2 separate regions of the Mus musculus genome follow, and region 2 is linked to region 1. A link is a contact called in public HiCAR-type data. All regions are on one chromosome and are shown on one strand. Each heading gives the region's core, a stretch centred on a gene start, on an enhancer-like site or on the middle of the called end of the contact. The rest is flanking DNA. Distances are from core to core; before and after follow the strand shown.

Evidence for each region. HiCAR-type assays count read pairs that join an accessible place to other places.
Region 2: a contact with region 1 is called in a HiCAR-type map of Th17 cells, with 5 times the contacts expected there. The contact joins the promoter of Gpr174 here to the enhancer-like site in region 1. A contact is called at or near these places in 3 of 39 promoter capture datasets (cranial neural crest, hippocampal neurons and pre-B cells) and 1 of 115 datasets of contacts at active chromatin or transcription factors (Th17 cells).

What each region holds. Positions count from the first base shown.
Region 1 is chrX:106,622,336-106,625,697 of GRCm38.p6, reverse strand. All of the region lies in intron 1 of Gm5127 (predicted gene 5127), which reads right to left. Among named protein-coding and RNA genes, the nearest start is that of Cysltr1, 20 kb to the right of the region's middle. Within about 2 kb of position 1,842, at least 24 of the 459 cell types and tissues checked have an H3K27ac peak or open chromatin away from gene starts, as enhancers often do. A contact at or near this core is called in Th17 cells and pre-B cells, where this site is marked.
Region 2 is chrX:107,254,209-107,257,570 of GRCm38.p6, reverse strand. It overlaps Gpr174 (G protein-coupled receptor 174), which reads right to left and starts at 1,693. Exons shown (of 5, transcript NM_001358747.1): 1 at 1,455-1,693; 2 at 1,072-1,175.

The DNA.
Region 1 (3,362 bases), core at 593-3,092:
AGGAATTCAAGGCAAAGCAAAAAAAAACAAAAAAAAAAAAAACAAAAAAAAAAAACAAAAACAAAAAACAAAAAACAAAAAACAAAAAAACTTGTCTCAAAAACCAGCTAATTATGGTGGCACAATACCTTCAGAAGGCAGAGGCAGGCAAATCTCTGTGAGTCTGAGACCATCCAAGAAAAATTCCAGGACAGCTAGTACTATATAAGACCCTGTTTTAAAACAACAAAATAAAAACAATCAAACAAGCAAAGAAAAATACACACATAAAATCAAATTTGCATGAATGGCTGAGTAATGCACAGTGTTTGGTGTCCAATTTTTTCAGATGTCTGTTACTTAATAGTAGTCTTGCCATTTGGTTATCTTAATAAATGGAATGATCCAACTCCTGTGCCTAATATTTTCTTCTTTAAGATTTATTAAACTAGGCAGTGGTGGCACACACCTTTAATTTCATCACTTGGGAGGCAGAGGTAGGCTGATTTCTGAGTTCGAGGCCAGCTTGGTCTACTGAGTGAGTTCAAGGACTGCCAGGGCTACACAGAGAAACCCTGTCTCAAAAAACCAAATAAATAAATAAATAATGTTTTAAAAAATTTTAAAAAGGTTTATTTATTTTATGTGTGTGAGTGTTTTGCTCACATGTGCATCTGTGAAACACATGCATGTATGATGCCCACAAAATAGGGTGTCAGATTCTCAGAACTGGAATTATGGATAGTTGTGTGTTACCACGTGGAAGCCAGACATTAGACTGAGTTCTTGCATGAGAATATGTTCTTAACTGCTGAGCCATCTCTCCAGCCCCCTACTACCTTATTTTCAACCATTTTTGTGATTGGATTAGAGATCTGCTCCATGCAAGGTACTACGAATCCAGTCAAAAGTCAATACCTATGGAGGGCATGGACCCAAGGGTGTAACACACTCACATGGTTCACTGAATGAACTACCTTCTAAATGTTTGTGTTTATATACATGGACAAGTAGTGGAGCAGAAAAGATTCTTTTTGCAGAGGGTGACAGTTAATATAGACACATATCACAGGACATCTATACCATCACTCCCCACAAAGGCCCAGGAAATGTCAAAGAAGAGGAGGCAGAAGGAATTAAGAGCCAAAAGATGGAGAAGAGCATGACAAAATGCTGCCATCCCAACATGACATCACCTTTGCAACCATGAGTACATAGAAGCTAAGGAAATTTTCCATTGTGGGTAAAGGAGATATCTATGAGGTCCCATCTCTTCCTCAGGAGCTAATGACTAGTAATGGTCGATGAAGGGGGCACGTATCATTTTCTTGAAATTGCCTCTAGGAAACTAGGTAGGAAGAGGAAATAGGATCAGAAAAAAATGAAAAGTAATAAAGGGCTAAAATATCAAGAAAAAAAGATTTTGCAATTATCCAGAAAAAATTAAAAAAAAAACATTATTTTCATTCAAATCCCAGCTATCGATGTACTTTCCCCACCTCATTGCAAGACAGCATTTCAAACCATAGTCACAAAAAAAGTACAAAACTCCTTTTTTCTATGTCATATCTCCCAAGCTTCAGAAAATATCCAAAAGAATGTCAGGTTTGTCCTGATAATCATTTTACAACATAACCAGCATAATGGACTCCTTTTAGTCAAGCATGCTCACTATAAACGAAGTGCACTTTCCCTCAAAGTCTTCCAAGAAGCAGAATTCATTTCCTGTTTCTCTCAGTGATCCTTCTTCCTGCAGCATCTGGCACTAACCTCAACTGCAGCTGGTCCCCTCCATTATAATCCTGCTGCTGATCACGTCCAGAGACTCGTCTCAGTTTTCTGTCATTTTGAATTCTTGGCACATGATACTCACCAGCCTCTCTTTAAAGGACTTCCTGTTTTTATCTATATATTACACAGAGTGGCTTCCTCTTTGATCTCTGGCAATTCTTTTTCCTCTCAGTTAATTCTAGTTATTAGAATGTTCTACCTGTACACTTTACCACAACCTTATTTTCAACCTTTTCTTATTTTCTGTTTAGTTTTCATTTGACCTATGAGGACAGTTTTAATTATTTCCTCTGTGTGTGTAATTTAAATTCCTATTGCTGATCATGTGACCTTAGCTGATAGGCAATTCATTTCAAACTCCCTGCAATAATAAAAAATAATGAACACTTTACATTAAACTTGATAAAGTTCTGGGCTGGTTGGGTTGGTTGGTTGGTTGTTCATTTTGCTGATTTGACACAACTAGAGTTATCTGGAAAAGGAAATCTCAGTTAAAATTCCTCCATCAAACTGACCTCTAGACAAGTCTGTGGGACATTTTCTTTATTAGTGATTGACATGAGAAAGTTTGGCACACTGTGGATGGTGCTACCCTTGAACAGATGAACCTGTGTTGTATAAGAAAGCAAGCTAAGCAAGCCATGGAGAGCAAGGCAGTATGCAGTAGTCCTTCATGGTCTCTACTTCCGTTCCCACCTTCAGGTTCATGCCTTGAGTTCCTGCCCTGACTTCTGCTCATGATGGACTGTAAGTTGTAAACTGATATAAGCCCTTTTCTCTCCATGCTGCTTTTGTTCACAGTGTTTATCACAGCAACAGAAAGTAAACTAGGATAAGTACTTTTACCTCCATGATCTCATTTTATTCTAACACACTTTGAGTTTAAAAACCCACAAGATGCACCAAGAATTTAGCCAAGTCATTATCCATTATCTCACTACACACACACACACACACACACACACACACACACACACATACACACACATACACACATGCACACACACACACACAACACATACACACACACAATCTACAATGACCTAAATCTTGGTGTGAGTTCCAAGAACTTTAAAAAACTAGAAAATGCAATTGCATTCTTCTTGGAAATCAAAAAAGTACCTGAACAAAAGGGAAGGAACTAAAGTAGACACTCAGCACTATCCAAATCAAACAGCTTACTCTCGTGGTGACACTAATAGTGAAGTCTGTTGTAGTTTTTCACATACATACTTTTTACTAGGTATGGTGACTCATGCTTGTGGTCTCATGGCTCCCTGGAAGCAAAAATAGTCTTTATTTTGACAATTTTAGATGGAATCTTTTTCTAAACTGTGTTTTACATTCTTACATACTTCTCTTAAACTGAGGGTACAGTAAACAATTTATTCTTTTTTTATAATTAATAAATAATCTCAAAGGCTTCTAAGATGAACAGAGTAACTGAAAACTGGCCCTGATCATTATCAGTATGAACTAGGTTAGGTTTCTCATGTCTGTGCAACCACAGTGCAGTATCACAGCATAAACTACACTGCTATGATTGTCTACTCAGATGGCTCCTAGGCAGTAGAAACATAATGGGGTGCAGC
Region 2 (3,362 bases), core at 444-2,943, 630 kb before region 1:
TAAAAGCAAATCAAAGAACCTCAATCTTTACAGCAAAGCAAGCAGATACCTATTTGGGGTCCAATCCTTGGTCATATTCCACATTCCTCTGCATCCCTTCCCTCACCTCAGATAGGAATTCACCTTTTATTTATTTATTTTTAAATCTCTGGATACAGCTCCTAATAGTTGTATACCAGTGATAGCTTCATATTTGTCTAAAGTCACAAGGCATCTTTCTTTATATTTCCAATCAAGAAAAAAATAAACAAAAAAATTTATAAGCAACGCACTTACATTTTGTAGAAAACAAGTTAATTCAATTATACTGATCAGAAATATAAATTAAACCCTTTTTGTTGTTTTTATTGTACTAGTGTTGCTCTGATAAGTATAGTTTATCTAAAAGAAGCAGAAAAGCTGTGCCTGTTTGTGTTTCTTATTTTCCTCCTCTCACTTTATAAATACATCTTTTCTTCTAGACTGCTCTTTTGATAGTAGAATCTCTCTAAAGTTACTTATAACTATACTTTACTTCTACAATAAAAATATGTAACTCACACAGAGAGGAGAATGAATTCATGCTGCTTAACATCTTGAGATACTGTACTTATCATTTTCGAAAGCATTTTGAAAGAGGCAATGAATCAACTATTTTTTATCTTTCAACAGTTTAAGAAAAAACATCACCAAAATATTATAGCAAAATATAGATGAAAATATCCCCGTATGTTTCTGCAAGTAATCTTTCTTAATGCAAGCTAGGTTAAATTACAAATATTTATAGTCCTATTTTGTCTGGTATCAGTTGTGCTAAATACATTATTACACAAAGAAATATTCCATTTCAAACTTACATTTTACCAAGTTTGAAGCTATATTCTTCTTCCCACCTGAAGCAGACAATCATATAATTATTTTTGCTTGTGCAAATTCCAAGAAAATGACCTTTGTGGATGGTCCAAATTCATTATATTCATAACTATTTAGATCTGACAGATTAGCTAGAACCTGGTGCCAACTGTCCAATTCTAGATATCAAGGGTGAAAGGCATATCAGAGCTAATTATTCATTAACAATTTGGAGCCTACCGTTTCAGTTTCTTTCTCTTTTCTCCAGAAGTCTCCAAAGAATTCATGTGACAGCCACTCCAATGAGGATGCTACTGATCTGTGCATTGATCCAGCTCCGTTTTCTGAAAACAACCAATCCAATCTTCATTTACTCTCCCCCAAAAAAGCAGTGAAGGAGAAGAGGGAGGAAGAGGGAAAGAGGGGGAGGGAGGGAGGAAGAAAGGGAGGGAGGGAGGAAGGGAGGGAAGGAGAGAGAGAGAGAGAGAGAGAGAGAGAGAGAGAGAGAGAGAGAGAGAGAGAGAGAGAGAGAAGAGAGAGAGAGAGAAGAGAGAGAGATGTAACAATAGAAAAATGATGAAGGGAAAAGGGGAAAAGGCAGGTTTAAAAAAGTTCAGGATTACCAAACCACTACCATGTTGGAAAATATGGTAGTGAGTTGTCAGAGTGAAATATGCAAGCTGTTCTGAATACATTGAAGATTTCCGTTTTCAAGTGGGTGAGCAGATCTCTCTCTCCCTCCCTTCCCCTTTCCTCCCTCCTCTCTCTCTCTCTCTCTCTCTCTCTCTCTCTCTCTCTCTCTCTCTCTCTCTCTCTCTCCCTCTCTCTCTCTCTCTCTCTCTCTCTCTCCTTTCTCATTAATGATACAAGGCTATTCAACAGGCTGAACATAGTGCCTGCAAAGCTTCATATTTAGCAGAAGAAACACTCCTTTCTAATTATAGGGTCACACAGAATTGTCTTCTAGTTTTGTGGTTGCACTGAGCTTTGAGTCTGAGATAACACTGAGACTGTTAACTGAGTCATTTGCAGAAGAAGCTAGGTGCCTTCTGGTCCCTTTTATAGATACCAGACCAACACAACCTTCAGTATGATGCCTTTCCCCAGCTCTGCACTTTTGTTTCAGTATTTAAATGGACATTTCTCTAAGTATACGGTAGATTCTAATAGTAAATGTCAGGGAGAGAATGATCTCTGCCTAGAACATTCCTAAATATACAAGCCTGTGACATTGACACTGAAATAAATACTCTACTTCTTAAGAGATATTTTGAATTATAATCACCTTTTAACTTCCTGTTCACCATTCTTTGTTTTCCTCAGTGTCCCTGTGATCAGAAAGTGTAGATAGGCCTCCATTTCCTCCTAGTGGTTAGAGAATTTCCAGTCAAATGGGGCCAGTTTTATGTAAAATATAGACAGTTCCTCAGGTTCTTGAGGATGATGTTCCAAGGAATGTAAGCCCAGTATCTAAGCCCAGCGCCACACTTCATGAAGCATCAAACACTTTCCACACCAACATGGGAAGATGAGGAGGAGGAAATCTGCAAACCCTGACTAGTCATTCCATATCAGAGCAAACAAAGTTTCCACTTAAGCCATAAGAGAGATGAAGGCTAGTGCAAGTTCAGTCTCAGGCTTGAACATAACCTGTATGGTGTAGTTTAGGGAGTGTGTGAAGGCCTTCTGCCTCAAAGGACTCTTATACTGAGCTTGAGAGATTAGTTGGTCTTCTGGAAGTAAACATTTCTGAGATCTTGATTTTAAATTTTTAATGCTCAAAAATAGAAAAATAGTCTTATTAAGAAACTTTGGTGAATATATTAATTCAAACTAGAAAGAAATTTGTAGCAGGAGTGGGATATATTATAAACCTAGAGACAGACCAATGGGAAAACTGATCTGCTCAAGACTTGTTACAATGCCAATGATCTCTAGTGTCAAATATATATATAGGGATAGAATTTCAGTATATATATATATATATAGGAGTAATCAAAATATGCATTAACCAAGATATGGGTACAGAAGAATGAAATATGTTACCCCTACTTTAGCTTTTTACTTTGTATTCTGGGATCTGGGATGCCATAAGGGATACTTTTCTTGTTTATTTAAAGTGGATTTTCCACAGCAATGATCTCAGCCCTCCCATAGGCTTACTTCATTCTATTCTAGACATACTGAATCCTTGCTATGTGTAAACACAGTAGATCAAAAAGAGGTGGGGAGAACAAAATGGTGAGCAAAGGATGGGAGGTAAGATGATGGGGAAGGAAAGGCTGCCAGCTCCAGCAGCTTTCTGCAGTCTCATCAGACAGGTAAGGTATTTTGAAATTTTCTCAAATACAAGACAACATGAATGTGATAAGTATCTAAGAATGTCAAATCTAGTTCTGTAAGATATAGGAGGAATCTAAGCATCCAGAAGAGCTACTGTAAGGGATAGGATTTCAGTAAAAAAGCTGGTCAAGTCTTCCAGTAGGAGAAGGACTTAGGTAGGTTTATTAAGAATGCCAGAGTGTGGTGGT